Linked DNA regions of Oryctolagus cuniculus: region 2 is linked to region 1. The links are chromatin contacts, called in public Micro-C maps. All regions are on one chromosome and are shown on one strand. Each heading gives the region's core, a stretch centred on a gene start, on an enhancer-like site or on the middle of the called end of the contact. The rest is flanking DNA. Distances are from core to core; before and after follow the strand shown.

Region 1 (5,004 bases), core at 273-2,772:
GTTAAACAACAACAAAACAAGATGCAGGCACTACCCCAAAGCCACCCTACTCCAAGATGACTCACAGCAGCCTTTTTTCCTAGGTTTCCTTAAGATGTCCAATGGCAGAAGTGACAAGTGCCTTCAAACCAAACCCAGCCCAGCCCAGCCCAGCCCAGCCCAGCCCAGCCCAGCCCTTGCACCACTACCCTGAGACCAGGAAGAAGCAAGCTGACAGCTCTTCCCATTTCTTTGCTCGGCCATGTGACACGTTCAAATGCTCTGCCTCCCTAGAATTTCCACCCTTGATCTTTCCAAACAGCCTCAAATGCAAACCCTGTGGAATGTAATAAGCGTCCACTAGACGAACAAAGACCTAGTAGTGGCATCCTCCATGGGTAACAGTTCCAACACAGATATAAATTCTCCAAACTATCAGCATCCTACAAAGTCTTTGTTCCTCCAAAGACGACATGGTAGCTTGATTTTCCCACACAGGCTCCTCCACAATTACTACTACACTTTACCTTGAATCCGCCCAAGTTGAACGCAGAAAGAGGGCTCATGGTACAAACGCATGCCGCACAATTCTATTCAATGACATGAGCCTGCCTGGAGAGAGAGAGAAAGCCACGGCGTTCGTGATGCATTACAGGAGCACAAAGCCGGTGTCTCTACAATCAACACCCACTCTCACCATGTTGTGAGAGTCCCCATTACGACGAGCGGGCAAAACGCCAACAATGGGAGCCCTGAGACCTCCAATCCCCAAAACCAATTTCCCCAGACGCAGGTTAGACCAGGTGATCTTCCCGCTCTGGCCACCGTTCGGCCTTTCCGACGCGATGACCCGCGCGACCCACACCCAGCTGGGAGGGCGAAACGCCGCCCGGCGCGGGGGACGCTGCGGAGGCGCTGGGAGTGGGCAGAGGGCAGGACGGGGCCCGGGCCGTGAGGGCGGTGCTGATGTGTCACAGCCAGGGCGGGCCGCGGGCTGGGGCGCCGGGTGGGCTCCGACCCGGGGACCGAGGGGCCGGGGAGGGGCGGCAGGCGCCCGGGACCCCGCGGCGCGCGCGAGCGCCCGCCCGGGGGTAAAGTGCAGCGCGCGCCGGTAAACAACAGCGCTGGCCGCCTCAAGAGCCACGGGCACCCACGGACGCCCCTTCCGGTGGACGCGGCCACTTCCAGGAACGGGGCCGCAGCCGCTCCCGGCCCCGCGACCCACCACCACCACCAGAAAACAGCCGCCGGAGGCCCCCTCGGCGCCTCCCCTCACAGGCCCAGGCCGCGACCCTCCCGGGGCAGGGCGAGCAGGCCGGCCAAGCCACTCACCAGAGCCGGAGCGCGGCGCGGCCCGTCTGACGGCAGCGAGCGAGGCAGGCGGGTGGCGCGGGCAGCGGTCAGGTGACTCACTCCCTCCGCGCGGCCGGTGGCCCCGTCTCCTCCCGTACCGTCCCCTCCCCTCTCCTCGGCTCGGAAGCCGCGGCTGCAGCCGTCCCGAGGCTCCCAGACCCCGCCCGCCTGGCCTCGCGAGGCCCCGCCCCGCCCCGCTGAAGCCCCGCCCCGCCCCTCCCGCCAGGCCTGGCGAGGCACGCCCTCCTCGTGAGGCCACGCCCTCCTCGTGAGGCCACTCCCACCGCGCCTAAGTCCCGCCCGCACTTGGAGCCCCGCCCTGCGGCTCCGGAGGCCTGGGCAGGGGACCCGGGGAACCGCGGATCAGGAAAGCCCGCTCTGGGAGCCCCAGGGAGGGCTGCGCCGGCCATCTGACGAGCGGATCCCGGCCGGCCTGGGAGCGGCAGCGGCTCGGGTCCCCCACCTTCGCGTGCCCAGCCCCCTACGAGGACCACTCCTTTCCTGAGGGCAGAGGGAAAGGGGGCGGCCCCCTCAGCCCGAGTGGTGTCCGGACGCCCGGAGGCCGTCACGGCGCCTGGAGCTCCGGGTTCCCGCGCCCTGCGGGAGTGAGAGCGGGCGCCCCTCCCCAGAGCCGCACAGGGGTCGTGGCTGAGGAAGCCCTCGGGGTGGCAGGCGCCCAGATTCGCCAGGTGTGGGATCCTGCCGATCGGGAAGAAGCAAGTACATCCGGGATATTGTAGAAGGCGTCTGGCAGCCCTGGCTTGAATGAGAACAAGGGCATCCGCTAACAGGTGTTCCCTTTTCACCACGACTGCCAGGAAACTTCCAGCCAGGTTCGGTGCCAGCGGTGTCAGCGGGCCCGGCTCGAGCTCTGGTTGCGCTTTCATCCCTTGATGCTTATTGTGGTGTGTATCCAATTGTCACCTTTAAAATTATGTTCCCAAGCCATTTAACACCTCTGGAGCTGAAAGCCTGGGCCCTGCAGAGCGCACATGGCAAAGCTTATCCATGTCGGAAGAGAGGGGATTGTGCCAGCCAACTCCATAATAGAGTTCCTGGAGAGATGGCACTCAACCGGAGGCCTGCAGCCCTCGAAGGATCTGTCTGAAAGGATTTTGTTGTTGGCTTTTCACTTCTAATGGAGAAGGAGAGATGGGAAAACTTGGTGGCTCAACTGGCAGCAGCTCCAGAAAGTGTGGACTTATTTCTTGAATTCAGTAAGACAGCCCTGGAGCAACATGGCAGAAAAAAAAAAAAAAAAAAAAACTTACCACAATAATGAATTCATGTATTATTATTAACAAAACTGCAGGGCTGTACCCACAGTCTGCAGGACTTAGGGACATTCGCATTATATTCGAAATACACGAGAAAATGACAGAAATTGAATGCGAGTACAAATGGTAAAATGATACACTATGGCTTGGATATCAGGGAGAGATTCCCAGAGGAGTAACATTTGTGTTGTGTCTTAATGGTCATGTGTGAGACCCAGCTGTCCAGGGAGGAGGCAGATGGCATTCCAGGCTACCTGAGTTCATGGTAGCTGTGCAGATATTTAACAAGAAATAAGGAAAGGACAGCTGGAAGTAGACCATGAAAGAAGGATTGGGGTTCTTATAAATCATGTGAGGGTTTTTGAGGCTTCACTTTTCTTCCACGTTGAGCCAGTGTAACTACATTCTGCCTCCCACACCTATGCAGTTTCTTCAACAAGGAACACACCCTCCTCTTTGGGAGGGCCTCTTATTTCCTTAGTGGACATACAAATGAATACCAAGTTTTGACACTATCAAGGCAACTAGGAGTGACTCTCAAACTGCTACATGCTTAAGAATAAAATATCTGGGTGCTCACTAAAATGCAGCTTCCTGGGCCCTGCCTCAAAGATCCTGCTATCATAGGTCTGGATGGTACCCAAGGCATCTTTCTAGAAATCATTTTTATTGTTTATTTGGAAGACAAGAGAGAAACAGATCTCCCATCTGCTGATTCACTTTCCAAATTGTCAGCCACAACTAGGCCTGTACCATGCTGAAGCCAGAAGCCTGGAACACTATCCAAGTCTGCCAAGTGAGCGTGAAAGGGACTCAACCACTTGAGCCATCATCCTGTGCTACATATTAGCAGGAAGCTAGAATCTGGAACCCAGACTCAAACCCAGGCACTCTGATGGATGCATTGTCTTAACTGCGAGGCCAAACACCTGACCAAGACATGCTTTTTTAATACTGATGCTGATGATTTTCAGATCACAATGAAGAAGTACTGAGGTAGAGCTTTTGGTATGCAGTAAAGACAGGATGAAAGGTGAAATTGCAGAGTGTAATAAAACAGTCAAAAAAAAGTAGGGCTTCATGGCCTGTGCCTGGTTTGGACTTCATCCTGTGGACTTTAAAAGAGATATTTAAATCATGTGATGTTTTCAAATGCTAATTAAGTATGGAGAAGGAATGAGGGGAGGAGAAACAGACTACAGATTGAATGAAGGAGCAAATGAATGATGATGCAGTAAACTATCAGTAAATTATGTGGCAGTTTTGTTCCCTTACTCAAAACAAAACCGATATAGTTTCTTGTAAAGCCTGCATATGCACAGGCAACTTTACCTTCTGGCTTATGCCTTTGGGACTCCCAGTGTTAGCATTAACACTGTTAGTTACCAAGCCAACAAAACCTTCAATAACCCTACCATACTAAGAATCAAGAAAAGAATTCTGCTTAATTGGACAACTTTTAAACTTAGCCTTAAGGTCTTTTACACTGATTTATATTTATGGAAATATCTTAGTAAAATAAATTTTTAAAAATTATTTCATGTTTATAAGAGTCATGGTGCCTTTGCACAATTCCTATGGGGGAAAAAACTTTACAACGATAAGTGATTGTTTTTAATTGGTGTTGATAAGAGTTTGAAACTGGGAAAATGAGCCTGGTGGCACAACATAAAGTCTTGACTGCTGATTCACAGGCATTTGTAATTAGTGCTCCTTTGTCACATAGTTTTGTTTTTAGTACATTATTCCTTAGGAGGAGTTATCATAAAAAGTGAGTATCACTGCTTATTGATTAAATCCTGACTTATATTTCTCATTGAGTTTGAAAAGTAATGGAAATGTTTTTCTGTTGTGAAGAATGTCGATATTCTACATTGTTCAAAAGAGGGTGTGTATGGCATTGTCATATTTGAAAAATATTATTCCCTTTTCAAATTGTCCTTAACTTACATGTTCTCTTTCTAGACATTATTGTGATTTTATTACCAAAATAAAATCTTATCATTAACTCTGAAAACAATTTAAATAAGTCCAAGCCATCAGCTCTAAGCCACAACAAGTTCAGGAATGATTATAATAAACTGGAAATATGCATCATCATTTTCTCCTCCAGTGACAGGTTGCTTGCCTGGGTATCAAAAATGAGGGAAGCAAACCATATAGATGGATGCCATGTTGACTTTAAGGGACAATAGAGCATAATATTTGGACAATGAATATTATCGTAGAAAAGCCTTGATATGTAGTCATTGTAACCCACTATTCCCCTCCTCTCCCATTCCTAATCCTGGAAAAGATCTACACATCCACAATTACTCTGTCCCCATCCCAATTTTGCATTCAACATGAGGTCTATGATGGATCTATACCCCAAAACCTCCCCAGAATATCATTC
Region 2 (5,058 bases), core at 577-3,076, 280 kb after region 1:
TCCTGGTCCTGGAGGAAACCACCAGTGGCAGGTAAAGGGGTGGAGTTAGCAGGGCTAGAGACAGAAACTACGGAAAAGTCTTCCAGTTAATTTTACCCTACTTCCCTTCCTATTCTGGCTGGGCCCCACATCACTGGGCGGCAGTAATGGCTCAAGTAATTAGATTCCTGTCACCCATGGGGAAAACCCTGGATTGAGTTCCTGGCTCCTGACTTTGGCCCCACTCAACCCCAAATGTTTATGGTATGTGGGGAGTGAACCAGCAGATGGGAGATCTCTTCAAGTAATTTCTTTTTTAATGAGAGCAGTCTCATTATTTTACATGTTTGGCTTTTACATAATTGGCTTCATTAAGATTCATTTTGGGCCGGTGCCATGGTTCATTTGGCTAATCCTCCGCCTGCAGCCCTGGCACCCAGGGTTCTAGTCCTGGTTGGGGCGCCAGATTCTGTCCCTGTTGTTCCTCTTCCAGTCCAGCTCTTTGCTGCGGCCCGGGAGTGCAGTGGAGGATGGCCCAAGTGCTTGGGTCCCTGCACCCGCTTGGGAGACCAGGAGGAAGTACCCGGTTCGGCTTCAGAGCGGCATAGCACCCTAATGGTCATTAGGGCAGTGAACCAACAAAAGGAAGACCTTTCTCTCTGTCTCTCTTTCTCTCTCTCTCTCACTGTCTAACTCTGCCTGGCAAAAAAAAAAAAAATCATTTTTGATTATCTTTATATACAGAAGATGAACTTAGTATATACTAAGTAAATGAAGAGTAGAGGGAGTAGGAGATGGGATGGTTTGCGTGTGGGAGGGTGGTTATGGGGGCAAAAACCGGTATAATCCAAAAGTTGTAGTTTTGAAATTTATATTTATTAAAGTTTAAAAAAATAAAAATTAAAAAAGTAGATAATCGGCTTCTCATTCCTTTGACATTCAAACTGCTGCCATATAACACATCACGTGGGCCTCTGAAAAATTCCTACTGAAAGCAAGAGGAAATGTCTTGGTATCATGAAAATCATTACCAGTGGACTACACTTTGAGAACTGTTGATCTTTTGCAGTATTTCCCAATGAGTGGTTCAAATACGGTCTGAGGTGGCAAAAAAGCAGTTTCCATTATTATTTTAAATGCTTATTAGGAACAAAATGATGCTAAATTTGACTAAGGACGCTAATCTGCCCCAAGTTAAGACAGTTAATCATATGCGTCCAAATCAAAGGCTCCACCAAAATGTTGCTCCATGTTTTCTGTATTTTCCGTCTACAAAACGAGTGGATTCTGTCCCAGCGTGACAACTTTTATTTAAATCAGCCATGTGTCAGTGTGGAAAGACACAGAGGTCAGGTTTGAAAAGATGACAGGAAAACGAAGGGATTTGTATTACCACCAGGAAGCAGAAAAGAAGTGGTTGAGTGCGTTTTTCAACCCGATCTGAGTAGGAATCTTAGCTCTTGCTCTGTGATCTTGAGAAAGTCATTACCGTTCGTTTGGCTCGCTTTGTTTCCCTTCTGTAACATGAAGACAGGATTGCTAACTTGTAAGGTCGACCACAACAGCTATTACACGTAAAGCACTCGTGGGCACTCACACGCAGCTATCCTCACCAACGATCTCAATCACCACTTCCACGTCGCGAGCACTTCCTACGGTGCCCAGAGTACCTGATCTAGGCCAGCCTCAGGAGATGAGGGCAACATCTGTGCCTCGGGAAGAAAAGGACACCTGAAGCTGGTGTCTAGGTCTGGAGCGTTAGGTGGAAATTACGCCTAACAAGTACAGCAAAAACCACACGCCGAGACCTCCGAGGACCGTCGGCAGGGCCCGCAAACGGAAAATAAAAATCACAATGACCTTGGTGCGCCTGCGCGCATTCGTCCGCCAGAAGACCGAGTGTGTATCTAGCGCTCCGCCGATCGATCGACCTGATCGGGGATCGTCAGATCGGTTCTGGCAGCGGGAGCTGCTCTCGCTGTCGCGAGTCTTGAAATCAGGCCGGGGGGAAAGGGCGGGCTCGCTGACGAGCGGGGCGGAGCGTGCAGCGGCCGCACGCCGCGTTCCCAGAAGGCTGTGCGTGCCCCTCGCCTGCCACCTCCGGGATCTTAGCGAGCGCGTGAACGGTTCCTCTGCAGGCTGGCCATGGCGCTTCACGTCCCCAAAGCTCCGGGCTTTGCCCAGATGCTCAAAGAAGGCGCGAAAGTAAGGAGTGGAGGAAGTCGGCGAGGTGGGAGGGTCGGCAGAGGGCTGGGGCGGCCGCAGCGAAGACACGGGCCTACTAACGGGCCCGGCGTGTCCCCCTGGCAGAGCCGGAGAGAAGATTCCAGAAGGGGAGGTGTTCTCGGGGGAGCTCGGCCGCCGAGGCCCGGGGCTCTTCCGTTCTTTAATATCCCGGGAAAGGATCGAGAGGGGACGAGGCGCCGGGTGAGGGGCAGGGCCTCGGGATTCGCTTTCTACGCGCTCGGGCCGGGCCAGCGTCAAGCCCCTCGTGCGCTTTCTCTCCATCCGTGAAACGGGGCTGGTGCGGAGCGAGGAGATGGCACCCACCCCGGGCTGCTGCTGTAGTGTGAGACGAAGCTCTCCCGCTTCGGTTCCATGAGGCCGGGAGTCCCTTGTGGGACCGGGGCGGGGGTGGGGGGGTTCTGGTCTCAGCGTCGGCTGACGGGGTGCAGGACGTACCGGGCTGGGGCTGACTTTCATCGTCTTAAATATCTGACCGACCCGTGGAGCTCACTGCGTAGGAGACACCCTGGCCCAAGTACAGTTACTTAGCTTTCTGATCTTGTGAACGTAATTCCGGGAGCATCGTTTATTGGGAGCTAGCACATTAACAGTTTCTGCGAGGTTAGGGCTGTTTTGTTTCGTAGGATGCACTTTTCAGAGAACGTAGGTGTACTACATAAATGCTAACAAGATTATGTTGGTGGGATATCTCTTTGGTAATGTGACATTATTTGCTCCCTAAAAAAACTCAGTGAAATTGCAGCTTCCAATTTGGATTTCCCCTTCCCCGCTTACTTTAGGGAAATTGTGTATCAAAGCATTATTGTCATTCAGGTGCTAGCAGTTTTCTGCAGAACACGAAGATAATTGTTGAAATAAGTGGGTACTGAGGGGGCTTCAGTGAAAGAAGTCTTGGCTTTTAGAGTTTATATTCATCTGAGGGAGAATTTGAAATAATAATAAAGGAAATAAACAGTACTGATAATAGTGGGGAATGAAAAGGATTAAAAAAAGAGAGAGGGGAAGGCCAGAAGCAGAACAGTTGAAAATGATGTTCAGGCGACTCTTAACTAGTTCCAAAAGACAGAAAGAGCCAGGAAAGAGTAGAGCAGGAAATGTTTCGGGCTGACACACCAGACTGTGCAAAGACCCTGGGTATGCAGTGAATTTGTCCTGTTTCTTAAAGAAAATTGAGTAAGGTAACAGACTGAAGCTTGCAAAAGGAAAGCGGGCATGGTAAAAGATGTGTTCAGAAGCACTGTGAGCCGCAGCCAGGACAGGTGTGCCCTTGTATCCCCAGAGGGATTTGCATTTTACTTTTATGAGATGGGAAGCCATTGAAGGTTATATATGTATGTATGTATTTATTTGAAAGGCAGTTTAGAGAGAGGAGGGTGAGAGAAAGAGGTATCTCATCTGCCGGTGGTATCTTCCCCAAGTGGCCATAACAGCCGGGCTGGGCAAAGCTGAGGCCAGGAGCCTGGAACTACATCCAGGTCTCCCATGTAGGTGAGAGGTGAAGCACTTGGGCCATCTCCTGCTATTTTCCAAGGTACTTTAGCAGAGGACTGGATTGGGAATAGAGCTGCCAGGACTCGAACTGGCACTCACGAGATGCTGATGCTGCTCACATTAAAGGGCCTTAAGTAGAAGAGTGACACTCTGATTTATGATCAGTTGCCTGTTCGCAGGGTGTCAGGAGATGGGACTTAAATGAAATTGTTGGAGGGAGGCTGTGTTTTAGAGCAGTACTGTCCAATATAACTTTAGGCAATGATGGAAATTTTCTGTAGAGAGCTGTGCGTTATGATACCAACTGTATCTTTGAAATGTGGCTAGTGTAGTAGAGGAGCTGAACTTTTTAATTCAAATAGCCACGTGTGGTTAATGGCACTGTATTGGGCAGTGTAGCACTAGAAAAACCTTGATATAAATAGTAGGTTTATGAAACCTATGTGAGATGTCAGGTATTTAGAATTTTAGTATTGTAAACAATTTGGAATTTTTAAAGTATACATGTTGGAATTGCAGTTCAAAAGTCTGTATACTTTAGTCCCTAAACATTTTGGAACAGATACCTTCAGTTAGAATTCCCAGTGAACAAGGGGCCGGTGCCTTGGCTCACTTGGTTAATCCTCCACCTGCAGCTCCGGCATTCCATGTGGGTGCTGGGTTCTAGTCCCGGTTGCTCCTCTTCCAGTCCAGCTCTGCTGTGGCCCAGGAGTGCAGTGGAGGATGGCCCAAGTGCTTGGGCCCTGCACCCGCAAGGGAGACCAGGAAGAAGCTCCTGGCTCCTGGCTTCGGATCAGCGCAGCACCGGCCTTGGCGGCCATTTGGGGAGTGAACCAACAGAAGGAAGACCTTTCTCTCTGTCTCTCTCTCTCTCACTGTCTATAACTCTGTCAAATAAGAAGAATTCCCAGTGAACAAACAGCTGCTGGCTTTACACAGCCCGGGTTCTAATACATTAAAAATATTCATCATCCCAAGTTTCAGCTTTTAGTTAGAAAATATTGATAAACTTGGCTGGCGCCATGGCTCACTTGGTTGATCCTCCGCCTGCGGCGCCCGCATCCCATATGGGCGTTCTAGTCCCTGTTGCTCCTCTTCCAGTCCAGCTCTCTGCTGTGGCCCAGGAAGGCAGTGGAGGATGGCCCAAGTGCTTGAGCCTCTGTACCCACATGGGAGACCAGGAGGAAGCACCTGGCCCCTGGCTTCACATCAGCGTAGCTCCGGCCATGGCGGCCATTTGGTGGGTGAACCAATGGAAGGAAGACCTTTCCTCTCTCTCTCTCTCTCTCACTGTCTAACTGTATCTGTCAAATAAATAAATTTTTTAAAAAAGAAAATACT

What was found. A called contact is a pair of places that touch in the nucleus more often than the background predicts.
Region 2: a contact with region 1 is called in a Micro-C map of ear pinna, with 6 times the contacts expected there. The contact joins the promoter of MAP3K7CL here to the promoter of BACH1 in region 1. A contact is called at or near these places in 3 of 6 Hi-C or Micro-C datasets (ear pinna, psoas muscle and an unstated tissue).

Annotation. Positions count from the first base shown.
Region 1 is chr4:16,287,385-16,292,388 of mOryCun1.1, forward strand. It overlaps BACH1 (BTB domain and CNC homolog 1), which reads right to left and starts at 1,523. Exons shown (of 6, transcript XM_008267170.4): 1 at 1,312-1,523; 2 at 507-591.
Region 2 is chr4:16,569,874-16,574,931 of mOryCun1.1, forward strand. It overlaps MAP3K7CL (MAP3K7 C-terminal like), which reads right to left and starts at 1,827. Exons shown (of 5, transcript XM_051859470.2): 1 at 1,650-1,827. The coding sequence starts at 1,685. CCT8 (chaperonin containing TCP1 subunit 8) reads left to right here and starts at 1,908. Exons shown (of 16, transcript XM_008267158.4): 1 at 1,908-2,184. The coding sequence starts at 2,125.